Linked DNA regions of Columba livia: region 2 is linked to region 1. The links are chromatin contacts, called in public Hi-C maps. All regions are on one chromosome and are shown on one strand. Each heading gives the region's core, a stretch centred on a gene start, on an enhancer-like site or on the middle of the called end of the contact. The rest is flanking DNA. Distances are from core to core; before and after follow the strand shown.

Region 1 (2,916 bases), core at 185-2,684:
TTTTCAAATCCCCTCTGCAGAAGCGCCGCAGCCTGTGGGCCACTTTTCTGCTCAGAGCTTGCATCTCATTGCTCATGTCTTTCGAGCACGGACCTTGGTCCGTCAGGTCAGGTGTTAGAGAACCTGCAAGGCTGGGAGGTGGAGAAGCTTGAAATAAATGAGAATTTTTACAGAAAAGTGTTCTGTCTTTATCCCAGCCCATGTTTGTTCAACTATTACCACACAGCGCTGCACCCTTAACTTTGCTCCACACCTCCTGTTCTCTGTGCTCTCCAGAGGCATTTATCCCTTCTCTCCGAGTCATCTTGATGTTCTGACTCATTCACTATTGTGTTTGTGGTTAATTTTATGGGGCGAAGCAACTGGGATAACCTTGGGAAGATCAAAACAGTGTACTTTTAAGTGACACATGGTTACAGTATTAACTTTCAAATACATTTAGGAATAATATTGACATTCATTTGTTCTTTACAGGAGCATGCTTGTTTTGAAAGACAGACAAGCAGAAACTTTTCATGATAACATAGTTCATCTATGAAATAACTTGTTCATTTTCAGAAATTTTGTTTTAAAAGAGCTACTCTGAACTGCCAGGATTCATGAAGCTGTTCTCCAGAAAGCATCCGTCTAATCCAAAGCCCACTACAGCCTGTGAACATCTTTTTATGTCCTTTCGACATGGTTTCCAGTAAAGGTCGTAGTTACAAAACATTGTGACACCTCTCGGTCACTCTGGTTTGTATCTGTGGGATATCCTCAGGACCCCTGTTTTTGTGGTTCAGCTGTAGTCTGTTGGAATAACTTTGACTTCCTTAGCAAGAGTTGTTACTGCAAAGCTTGTCAAAATTTCTACTCACTTTCAGAGCTAGAAAATTTGGTGAATTGGCGTAATATAAATAGCAATGCCCGAAATGTTTGTGATGAACAAAGCCGTACCACTGTGTTGCTGGCAAACAGCTGTATTCTGAACACTTGCAGGATCTTTTCAATAACTGCCGTGTCCTTTCCCAGCAGCTCTTGGAAAAGTGAGATTTGCCACTGGACAGGGCAGCCTGCACCATCCATGGTGCCTGCAGGAGCTGGGGAGGAGCTGGGTGTTATTGCTTACCGTTCAAGTTACTTCATACCTACATTTTAACATTTCAGCCAGAAATTAGTTATTTCTTAACCACTGTGCCAGGCAACACCCCTGCAATATTGCCTGCTTTGGGATTTACCACCCCACCACACACACACAATGCCTTTTACCCCACTCCAGATGCCACAATGAGCACAATCCATGCACTTGAAACTAAGGCATCCAAGCTCAGGGTGAGGGAAAGCCATGCAGAACACTGATCACATGCAGCAAGCTGATCTTGTGCTGCAGGTTTTGTTTAAAACCTGATCATTTGTGCAGGCTGGATTCTGAAACATTTGGTTTGGAGCTGGACAAGCAGAACCAACAAACTGGATGATTGCCCGGTGCCAAAGGCAGAGAAAGAAGGAGCCTCTCATATCATTCAAGTACTTGACTGTTTTCTCCAGTAGGTATTTTTTCAGTTCCCAGCAGGCCATTGATACCAGAAAGTGCAGCAACAGCAACCTCAGTGGTGAAACTGCCGATGTTACAATCGGAGAGAGATAAAGTGAAGTATTTGTTGGAGTGGCAGTACCAGGAAACGGCTGAGACATCACATGACAGAGAATGTGCACGCTGTACCAGAGGGACGGATTTACTTACAGCCCAGACTTCACCAGACTTGACCAAAGGCAGTTTTGGCTCGTTATTTGAATTACCTGACCCACTTGCAGTAGGAAGTCATTACATAGATAGCAAATACCTACCCCACCCTAGCAGGCAGACAGACACTTTGCCAAAATGGTCTAGCTCAGCTTTGCAGATTATAAAATATTGTGCCTTTCTAGTTAAAACTGTTGTTGCAAAGACATGAGAAGCTGCTGCTGTTCCAGTAAACTGCTCCGCTCCTCGACATTCAACGAAGTGGAGAAAGCCTCTAGGATTTACCTCTTACCACCACCTGGAACACAAATTATACGCAAAGAATAAGTCTGAAATTTTTCCAAGGTTCAGATCTCGTCTCCCACTGGTGAGAAAAGCTCCCAGGCCCTTGGCAGGCAGAGCAGTGGCCTGTGTCAGAGGATACCAATAGTAGCTTTACAAAAGCATTAATTTAAAATGTTAAATAGAGACCTCAAGATAGTTTTTCCTTGACTTTTTTGGTTTATTTTCTTGCTATAAAATCTGCAGCTAAATTAGCACACATCACATGCTTGGTGATTAATTATTGTTAATTAATGGATGAGTTTATCATTTTAAGCAAAGTGCTTGAAACACTGCTTACAAGTTATCATTAAAAACAAAAAAATCGTATGTCTATTATAATAATTTGTAAGTGTAAATTATTTTCCCCATAAATAGATGAGATTTCACCAAAAGCCATGGGCTACACCTTTAGCGTAACCCTGCAATTCATCACCAGGATAAGATTCTGATCTTGCTCACACCAGAATACAGTTGGAGAAAGTCCATGAGAAGACAGCAGATTTATACTTATGCAGCTATGAACAGATCTGGTCCAAAATAGATTTTAAACTAAGAGGGCATCTTTCAAATTAAAGTGATGATGGCCTTTGCTTGGGCTGTAGGAACAGGTGATGGTAGAAAAGGAAGAAGTACTGTTAAGTCTTTTGCTGCACTTATATCTCCATTTAATTTTGCTTATATTTTATAAGACTTAGGTGAGGCTTAGGTGAGACTTCAGATACTGATAGTCACGTATTGCTGCTGGTTTCTCTGTGCACCACACACCTCCTGCCTGGGTTGAAGAGGCTTAGGAGAGACCACAGCTAAGTTTAAAAGGATTTATACTCCTGTTTTCCTGGATCATTAGTCACGTATGTGTGGTGTTAAGG
Region 2 (2,916 bases), core at 191-2,690, 45 kb before region 1:
TCTGTATGGCAGTAGAGAAAAACAGGAGAACAGAATAAACTCAAATGGGATATAACTGCAGTCTTGCCTGGTTTTCCTCCATGCTGAATGACCCGTAATCACTTTTTGCATCTGTGTGGTTTGGTTTCCCTGCCTGTAAAATGGGGATAATGAGACTGAAGTTCTAGAAAAGTGTGCAGATCTGTGGAGAATAAATGCTATTTAAGTGGTATGAAGTATTTTAATTTTAAAACATGCATTAAGGATAAAGGTACAGAAAAAGAATGGGATTTCATCCAAAAAAAAGATCTAGGATTAACTTATTGGTATAAAATATTTGTTACTGGCCCCATTTGCTTTTCAGATATCAACCATTGACATTTTTACTGGTTCATCAGCCTTGTAGTGCCTTTTGAATCAGACCCAGGACTGTGTAGAGCATATACTGGCACTTAGGTTTATGCCATTTTCACTCTCTGGTTACTCTCTGACATTTGACCAAATATCTGCGTTGCTATCGGCTTGCTTTTTTGGACATGATGTGAGTTTGTTTGTTTGTTTTCCTTTACATTTAGAGTCTCTGCTGTGAGAGGCTCCGACAATGGTTTGAAGTTGTGAATGTCAAAAATGCTGTGTAGGAGGAAGTATTACATGTTGGCTTCCCAGAAGGGGGAAGCTGAGGCACAGCGATAAGCACCTCTCCAGAATCACAGATAGTTTCTTTGAAGAAAAAGCCTTGATATTTAGTCCAAAACTTTGACAAGAAGACGGTCAGGTGAAATACAGGAACTCATTTGTATTACCCAGCCCTTGGGGAAGAGGGGGAGTGCAGCAGCCATTCCCTCCTCGCAGGAATGGGTATTGCCAGTCCCAAGGAAGTGAAGCTTACAGCCCCCCTTGGACACTTCCATCCAATAAATGTGCACCGAAGCTTTCTTGCCTGTTTTTACATGTATGTTACGTTTTAAAATGCTATACATCTAGCAATCATTTTTAAGGACAAGTAAGAAGTACTTTTTAGCAGACATAAATCAGCACAAATTACGATGTCGTTAGTTCCCCAAGTGCTTTCAGCCGGCGCTGCTGACATAAGAGGGAGTCCTGCCCTCTTCCTGCTCCCACGCTGTCCCCTCCCTTGTGCTGACACAGCCGTGAGGTGAAGTGTGTTGGGAAATACATCCCGTTCAAAACTATCCTAGCGAAAAACCTGAATGGCTGGGGAGAGAGGCATTTGCTTCTTTTCAGGCTGTCACCAGCATATCCTGCATTAAAGTCCTCGTGGAACCACTGTGTTACTGCAATTCACTGGTCTCCGTGGAAGCCAGGACCTTCCCTAGTTTGTCCCAGTGGCTTCTGGCTAAAAGTATTGTGCTGCAGCTGGAAACTCGATCAAGCGAGTTTCAAAACATTTCATTCATACGTGGTCCTCAGTTGAGTCTTAAGACACCTTTACTATAGTCACTAGTGCTTCATAAGCCTTGTCAACATTGCAGTGGAACAAAGGTTCCTCTTGAGACTTTGTGTTGTGTAAATAAACCTTGTGCCTAGCAGGGTGTCACTGAGTTAATGTAAAGCCCGAGAAGGGGAGGGCGTGGGAGCAGCATGCCAGTGTTAACGTTCTGTTTTCTGCACAGGATTGCAAAAGGATTGCAACAGCCCAGCCTATCTGAGCTGCTGCACGTACCGTAGACATGTCTCTGCACTTGAATTTGATATGGGTGGTGATAGAACAATATACCTTTCTGGGAAATGGTAATGGGCAGCACGATTTTGTTTTAAGGAAATTCCCCATAAACAATAGCAGTTTTCTTCTTAGAGCACTGATGCTTTCCAGGTGGCCCACCAGACAGTCAAACAAAGGAAATATATATGGCAGCATTTACTCAAGGGTTGAAGTTTCAGGGTAAGGAGGAGGAATGTAGAAAACCCCATGAACTTTAATAGTTACGCTTATATCTTTGTGGTGGCCCTGACTTCTTTTTTTTTTTTTTTGCTTCTCACAGATCAGTAATCGGGGGACAATCGACAGGAATAACCCCCCTGGTAAAAACACACTACTGTTTCTGAAACAAACAGCATTTCATATGCAAAACTGTCTGGTAAAGTGTATGCTTAGGGTGCTTTTTCAGGCCTCATGGGAAGTTTTACAAAGAGCAAGCTACCTTTTAGCAAGTGCTTTTCTGTTAGTTTCAAACTCCTCTGTTGTTGTTTTTTTTTTTTCTTAGAATGATTTTCCCAAAAAAGGTGATACAAACCGTAAGAGAAGTCTCAGTAGAGTTTACTGCCCCCCTATCCCCTTCTCTACTTCCCTCTTCCCCCAAAGACTGGGAGCTCTCAAAAGTATTTTACTATCCTGGAGATTAAAAACAGTGTCTTTAATTTGCATTTGTCTTGTAATAGCTCTGACTTTCACCGCCTTGTCCTCCCCTCGGTTGAGAGTCCATGTGTGAGCACTCCCTCTAATGTTTATACGCTCACTGTCAGGTTCAATAAGCAGTATTTTAGCAGGGCACCTTCCCACGTGAAGGAAAGGTTTCCAGTTCTTGTCTTAGCTCCTGCTCCTCCACATGCAGTGTCTTGACAAGGCACAGCAGAGAAGAAGAGAAATGAGTATTGGCAGTATCACTAAATCTTACCTGATAAATGGAAATTAACTCTAGAACTTCATTAATCCACTGGCAGCTCAGATGTAGGGCAGCTGTTTACAGGGCATTTTATAGGTGTTCCAGTTATGCGAGTTTTGCATAGTACCTATTTTAAGTTCAGGCATTTTATTAATAGTGTGTCTGGAAAATTTTAGAACTGTAGTACAGCAACACACCTCTTAGATAACACTGAAAAGAGTATGATAATCTGTTTAAGGATTCTGTATGTAAATACGGATATTGATAAAGAGAATCAAGATAAAATATAAATGTTAATAATTGCTCCTAAGAC

The links. A called contact is a pair of places that touch in the nucleus more often than the background predicts.
Region 2: a Hi-C map of crop shows a contact between it and region 1, with 1.6 times the contacts expected there. The contact joins two enhancer-like sites. A contact is called at or near these places in 2 of 2 Hi-C or Micro-C datasets (crop and liver).

Annotation. Positions count from the first base shown.
Region 1 is chr8:12,709,844-12,712,759 of bColLiv1.pat.W.v2, reverse strand. The region is part of intron 1 of FGGY (FGGY carbohydrate kinase domain containing); the gene reads left to right. Among named protein-coding and RNA genes, the nearest start is that of JUN, 55 kb to the left of the region's middle. Within about 2 kb of position 1,434, at least 1 of the 3 cell types and tissues checked has an H3K27ac peak away from gene starts, as active enhancers do.
Region 2 is chr8:12,755,020-12,757,935 of bColLiv1.pat.W.v2, reverse strand. The region is part of intron 1 of FGGY (FGGY carbohydrate kinase domain containing); the gene reads left to right. Among named protein-coding and RNA genes, the nearest start is that of JUN, 9.6 kb to the left of the region's middle. Within about 2 kb of position 1,440, at least 2 of the 3 cell types and tissues checked have an H3K27ac peak away from gene starts, as active enhancers do.